2 separate regions of the Ovis aries genome follow, and region 1 is linked to region 2. The links are chromatin contacts, called in public Hi-C maps. All regions are on one chromosome and are shown on one strand. The core of a region is the stretch at or near the end of the contact, and the rest is flanking DNA. Distances in the headings are between cores, read along the strand shown. Region 1 overlaps TMCC3 (transmembrane and coiled-coil domain family 3). Region 2 has its middle 60 kb from the start of TRNAS-GGA.

Evidence for each region. A called contact is a pair of places that touch in the nucleus more often than the background predicts.
Region 1: a contact with region 2 is called in a Hi-C map of hypothalamus, with 5 times the contacts expected there. The contact joins two enhancer-like sites. A contact is called at or near these places in 5 of 16 Hi-C or Micro-C datasets (hypothalamus, liver, muscle and 2 more).

What each region holds. Positions count from the first base shown.
Region 1 is chr3:131,002,481-131,005,180 of ARS-UI_Ramb_v3.0, reverse strand. The region is part of intron 1 of TMCC3 (transmembrane and coiled-coil domain family 3); the gene reads left to right. Among named protein-coding and RNA genes, the nearest start is that of TMCC3, 100 kb to the left of the region's middle. Within about 2 kb of position 1,325, at least 5 of the 54 cell types and tissues checked have an H3K27ac peak or open chromatin away from gene starts, as enhancers often do. A contact at or near this core is called in hypothalamus, where this site is marked.
Region 2 is chr3:130,796,588-130,799,287 of ARS-UI_Ramb_v3.0, reverse strand. No RefSeq gene overlaps it. Among named protein-coding and RNA genes, the nearest start is that of TRNAS-GGA, 60 kb to the left of the region's middle. Within about 2 kb of position 1,272, at least 8 of the 54 cell types and tissues checked have an H3K27ac peak or open chromatin away from gene starts, as enhancers often do. A contact at or near this core is called in hypothalamus, where this site is marked.

The sequences.
Region 1 (2,700 bases), core at 76-2,575, 210 kb before region 2:
ATGAGTGAACGAATGAATGAGATTCAGCCACCAAAGTGTCTTGATCAGTATGCCTCTTGAGTAGGACATGAACCACTAGAGATGATTTTAGATGGAGCCTGGATCTAGCACTAAATAATATTGTATCACCTTGTGTGAAAGTAATTTCTTTTCAATTTAATTTCAACCCTCTGATTTTGTCAAAGAGAAAGCTTTTCTAATGATCGTCTTTAATAACTGCTCCAACACTTGCCAATCTCCCTTGGCAGTGCAGAGAGAGGCCAGGCAATAGTATCTAGCTGGAATTTAATAACATGTTTTGTTTTTATTGCATTCATTTGTGGTTGCTTTTATTTGTGGCAAGTGGTATTGATTTTTCCTTTATGGACATGATCCACAGTTTTCTTTTAAAAGAAAACTAAAAATGTGAGTTTATTTAATCAAAAATATTAAGGAAACAGTGTACAGTATGACATGATATCTTGAATATCTAAAACTTTGGTTCTTAGAGGATCTGAAATTTTGAAACAATCTAGGTCACTGATGCCTATTATTAATCTATCCCCAAACCAGCTCAGGTCCATGACAGAGGAAATGCAATGAAGTCAGTTTCATAAAGCTAAATTTAATCATTGTCATTCTGGTAGGGTGTTCTTTTGTGACACTAAAGTACCCTTTTCCAAAAGAGATGGTGATTTTAAAAAGTCCCGAAATTGGTAAAATAGAGTATTGGCAGCTCCGTGTTGTTCCTTCCCTTTTAATTATGTAGGATGATCGTGCGGGGGAGACAGTTGCACCTGCCTTGGAATCCGAAAGTCTGGGCCCTACTGAAATTAGAGGACCGCTGTAGTCCCTTCCGGTGTGGACAGTGGGTTTAACAGTTGCAGGTAAAATCTTGTGTGCCCTCTGTGTGAATAACCATTGAGTGTGTGTGTGTTGAGCTCACAGTGGACCCTTGCTCCCCATCCTTTCTGTTAGAAGGATTTGTCTGTTTTCCATTCATTTCAAGCAAGAATTCCAAGTAACATATTTATAACGAAAGAGGATGTATAAATAATTTACAGAAATGATGAGTAGTGTGTGAGGGGTGTAATGGGAGAGCGAGATGGTTGGAGGGTGGGTGGGGTGTCCCTGTAGCATCTTCTTCCGTTGGAGAGAGGACAGGGTGGAATGGGGTGAACCTGAGCTGGCAGGATGGATGTTCTGAGGGCAGCAGCCTTTGTGTTTCCTGAGCTGGGGTGATGGGAGCCAGGCACAGAAGAGAACAGAGGTTGGCAGGGAGAGGGAGGCGGTCACTGGTGGCCGGTCGCACGCACGAGTCCTGTGCCACCAGGAGGCTCTGTTGCCCAGAGAGCAGGCTGGGGAAAGGCTGTCCTGTCATGGAGCTGTTGTGACTGCTGCCTTTTCCTGCCATCAGTGGCTGTGTGGAATTGGCTTTGCTTACAGAACCTGAACCCTGAGGCTAAGATACTGATACTCCTGTTAGAAATTCAGCAGAGATATTAAGACTGGAGAGATTATAGCCTTACTGATTGAGTCCGTTTTGACGACCCCCCGATTAAAAACATCCAAAGAGCGAGATCCTTAACATGATTTAAAGTGGGTGTAGCCGGTGGTCAGTGTCTTGGCTTTGGATGTGAAGCTGCTGACCCTGGTGACATTCTTGCTGTGGTTGGTGTCATCTCTCACCATCTGAGCTGCTTATATCCGTGGGGTATATGTGTGTTTGTATGTATGTGAAGAGTGTGCTCACACATATCCAAGTCAGTGGCTATTTAGGTCTGAGCCATGTAATCAAAGGTTCACACTTTCAACTTGGCAAATACTCAGTGGATATTTACGGCACCCCTGTCAAACACCATGGTGGCGGGGGCTGGGGGGGGAGCGGATATTTACGGCATCATGGTGGCAGCGGGCGGGGTGGGGGTGAGTGCTCTGTGACAGCTACATGTGCATATCTGCTGGTTCATACAACTCAGGTTTGCAACAGTATCGTCTAAGTTAGGATGAAGCAAGTACTGCTAGAAAGAGACGAACACAGTATTCCAAGACCACAGAGCAAGAAACATTTACTTCTTGGGGGATAGATTAAACAGGGCTTTTCTGATATTTGATACAGGCCTCAGGAAGATGGCATGGGGTGGAGAGGCAAAGGTAAAGATATGCCATCCTGTGGTAAGAAAAGAAGGGATGAAGGTATAAAGGAGAACATTTTGTTTGGGGAAGGGTGCTTTGCGAAGTAAACTCCCAGATTATCACACAGCACCTGGTAGTGTAGTAAGGGCTGTTTTTATGCCCTCTGTTCAGACGGTGCCGAACAGCTGTGGCAATAGATGGTGCTGACGGAAGCGTGGGAATGCCATATGGGAAAAAGTCAAGGGGTGGTGTGGATTGACGTCTAATAGAATATAGACCTAACTTACAGTCAGCAGTCGTTTCTTTGCTACGTTGTGTCTGATTCTTTGCAACCCCATGAACTGTAGCCCTCCAGGCTCCTCTGTTAATGGGATTTTCCAGGCAAGAGTACTGGAGTCGGTTGCCATTTCCTTCATCAGCTTATGGTCATCAGTTAACAGATGTTTTTGTGAAGACGGGTCCAGTAGACATATACTTTGTGTTACATGTTGATAGTTGGGAGGGATGCATTTAAGAACATGTGGACCATTTGACGGATGACCAAGTGAATAATGTTACGTCCAGCAGAGTATGATTTTCTTTATA
Region 2 (2,700 bases), core at 23-2,522:
AGCAACCTTAAAGCAGCTGTTTTAGTGTGAAGTGTGTCTTTAGGTAACTGGAAGAAAAACTATTAACTATTTAGGTTTTTTTATATTGTCACCGAGTGGTGTGCGTACAGATCCATGCGCCTCTCTCTGCATGAACCCACACCCTACCCTTTGTTGTTTTCCTCTCGCTTGCATGTGTGGATGCACTTGCTCAGTCATGTCCGACCCTTTGCGACCCCTGGGACTATGGCCCCCAGGCTCCTCTGCTCATATAATTCTCCAGGAAAGAATGCTGGAGTGGGTTGCCACTTCCTCCTCTAGGGGATCATCCTGACCCAGGGATCAAGCACCTCTCTTGCATCTCCTGCATTGGCAGACTGATTCTTTATCACTGTGCCTGCTGGGAAGCCCTTCCATTCACTTAGGACTGCAGTATTTTTTTAGGCATACAATAAAAATAGATGCAACCCAGAGCAGGGAGAGAGGGGGAACCCAGAGGCTAATGGGGCTATGCAGTACCCTGGCCCCTTCAGAAGCATCCCCATTTGTATACAGAAATGCATGGTGATATGAGTTATGTATCGATCACGATCACGTGATCAGTCGTGGGCATCTGACATCTTTAGCACTAGTCAAGATTGGGAGTGAAGAGGTACCCTCCATTGCTAAATACAAAATCCCTGGGGCCAGCAGCCCAGATGTCACCCAGTTCTTAACATAGATTGCTGACAACAGTGGTCCCATCCACATGCCCCAAGCCTCCCCAACTGCCTCTTCAGTGGGATTTTTCTGACCACAGTATTTTCCAGGCTTTACGAGGTACCACTAATGGCAGCTGGTTAATTATCCCTTCTCCAGAGGATCTTCCCCACCCAGGAATCAAGCCTGTGTCTCCTGCATTGCAGGCAGATTCTTTACCATCTGAGCCACCAGGGAAGCCCAATTTCTGAAGAAATTGTTTCAAGTCTCAGGATTGAAGATCTGCCCCTGAGCAAATGTAGAGAAATAGACTTAAGAAACATCCAGTCACTGTTGGCCATCAGAGAACCACCAGAGAAGCGTCCTCTGCTGTTCACGTCATTTCTTCTGAGATTCTTTTTCCTCTCAGAGAAGGATGTTAGGGGAGTGGGCATCTCCCCCTTCAGACCTCATCAACATGAGAGCTGCGGGCACGTGCAGACAGTTGGTGGTCATGTCCTGTGATCACCAAGGCTCAGCCATTTCTCATCTGGGGAACCAAGTTCCCTGGGTACAGTCCTCCTCATTGCTGAGGTTGTAGCAGCCTCTAGGGGTTGCCACGGGTTACTGAGCGCGTGGGCCGTTTAAAGTGAGAGTGCTCAGTATTTCCTCCAGATGTCCCCAGGGGCCAAAGATGATCTGATGGCTGGATCTCAAGACCACCTCCCATCGCTGACCAGGGTCTGGAACTGGTTGGCATACACACGTAGAGGAAGTGGAGGGGAGCAAAATGTATCCCCCACAAAGTGTCTCTTTCACACGTGGGTTATTTTGAGCTGGAAACAATCATGACCCAAAAGACTCAGGAAGAAACTTTGACCTTCCCCCTGACTGCCCAAAGAGTGTAGACAGAGGGCCTGTCCCGGGAGGGGGTCCATCAGCACAGACGACTGCAGTGTGAGCCAGTGGTGGCGAGGGAGGGACCAGCAAAGTCTGGTAGAACCCCTCTCTATGGCCCACCATCTCTGCCCACCCAGCAAACATCTGTCTATCAAACACTTGCTTTTCTGTCTCCATGTCAGTTGCCTGACTCCCCTTTGAGGTCCCAGACCACTACCCCCAACATGCTCTTATATCTTTAGCTGAAGATGGTACTTAAGGTGAGGGTTTTAGATATGAACCTGTTTTGGTGGGTTATGCAGTCTTCCTGAGTCTCTCCCATGTATCTGTTATTAAGCTCTGTTTGACTTTCTCCTGTTCATCTCTCTCGTGTCAATTTAATTCTTAGAGACAAAGCTGGATGAGCAGAGAGAAACGTCTTCTTCCCACAGAGGGGAATGTGTTGAACCTGTGGGCGGTCAGCTTGCCTGGATCCACCTGAGAATTACTGTGCCTACTGGTGTACACACACACAGCAGTTTTCTCTGAATGGGGCACACCACCAAGTCATCACCCCTCTTGCTGAAGCCCCCCTTGCTCCCCCAGTGCCTCCCCGGGTCCCAGTCTTCCCATTCTTCCCACACATACGTAAGGCTGTCTCTGGGAGATTGAGCTTTGTCCTGAGTTGTCAGCCAGGGCATTCCAGCCCTAAAAACTAGGGCTCTAGTTTTTAGGATTTATCTCAAAATCTGCTCTGGTCTTGTCACCATCTGCTTAAGAGCCTGCGGCACTTTCTCATCCCCACTGCGTTGAGGGTGAACCTCCAGAAAATTCCCTGATCCACCTACCCTCAGCCTGTCCCTCCTGACAGAGCATCTCCACCTTCTCGTCAGATGATGTCCTTTTAGTGCTCCCAACTCGGTGCTCCCTCACTCTTGGGCAGTTGGGAGGCAGTCCTCTGCTCACAGCTCCACATACTACACTTTGTAATAATTAGTTGCTAGTGTGAGTGAGTGTGTCTGTGTAAATGGTTTGTATGAATGTGTGAGTTTGTGTGAGAGTGTGTATGTGAGTGTGTGTGTGTGGTGTGTGTGTGAATGTGTTTGTGTGAGTGTGTGTGGGTTTGTGTGTGTGAGCAGTGTATGAATGTGAGTTTGTGTGAGA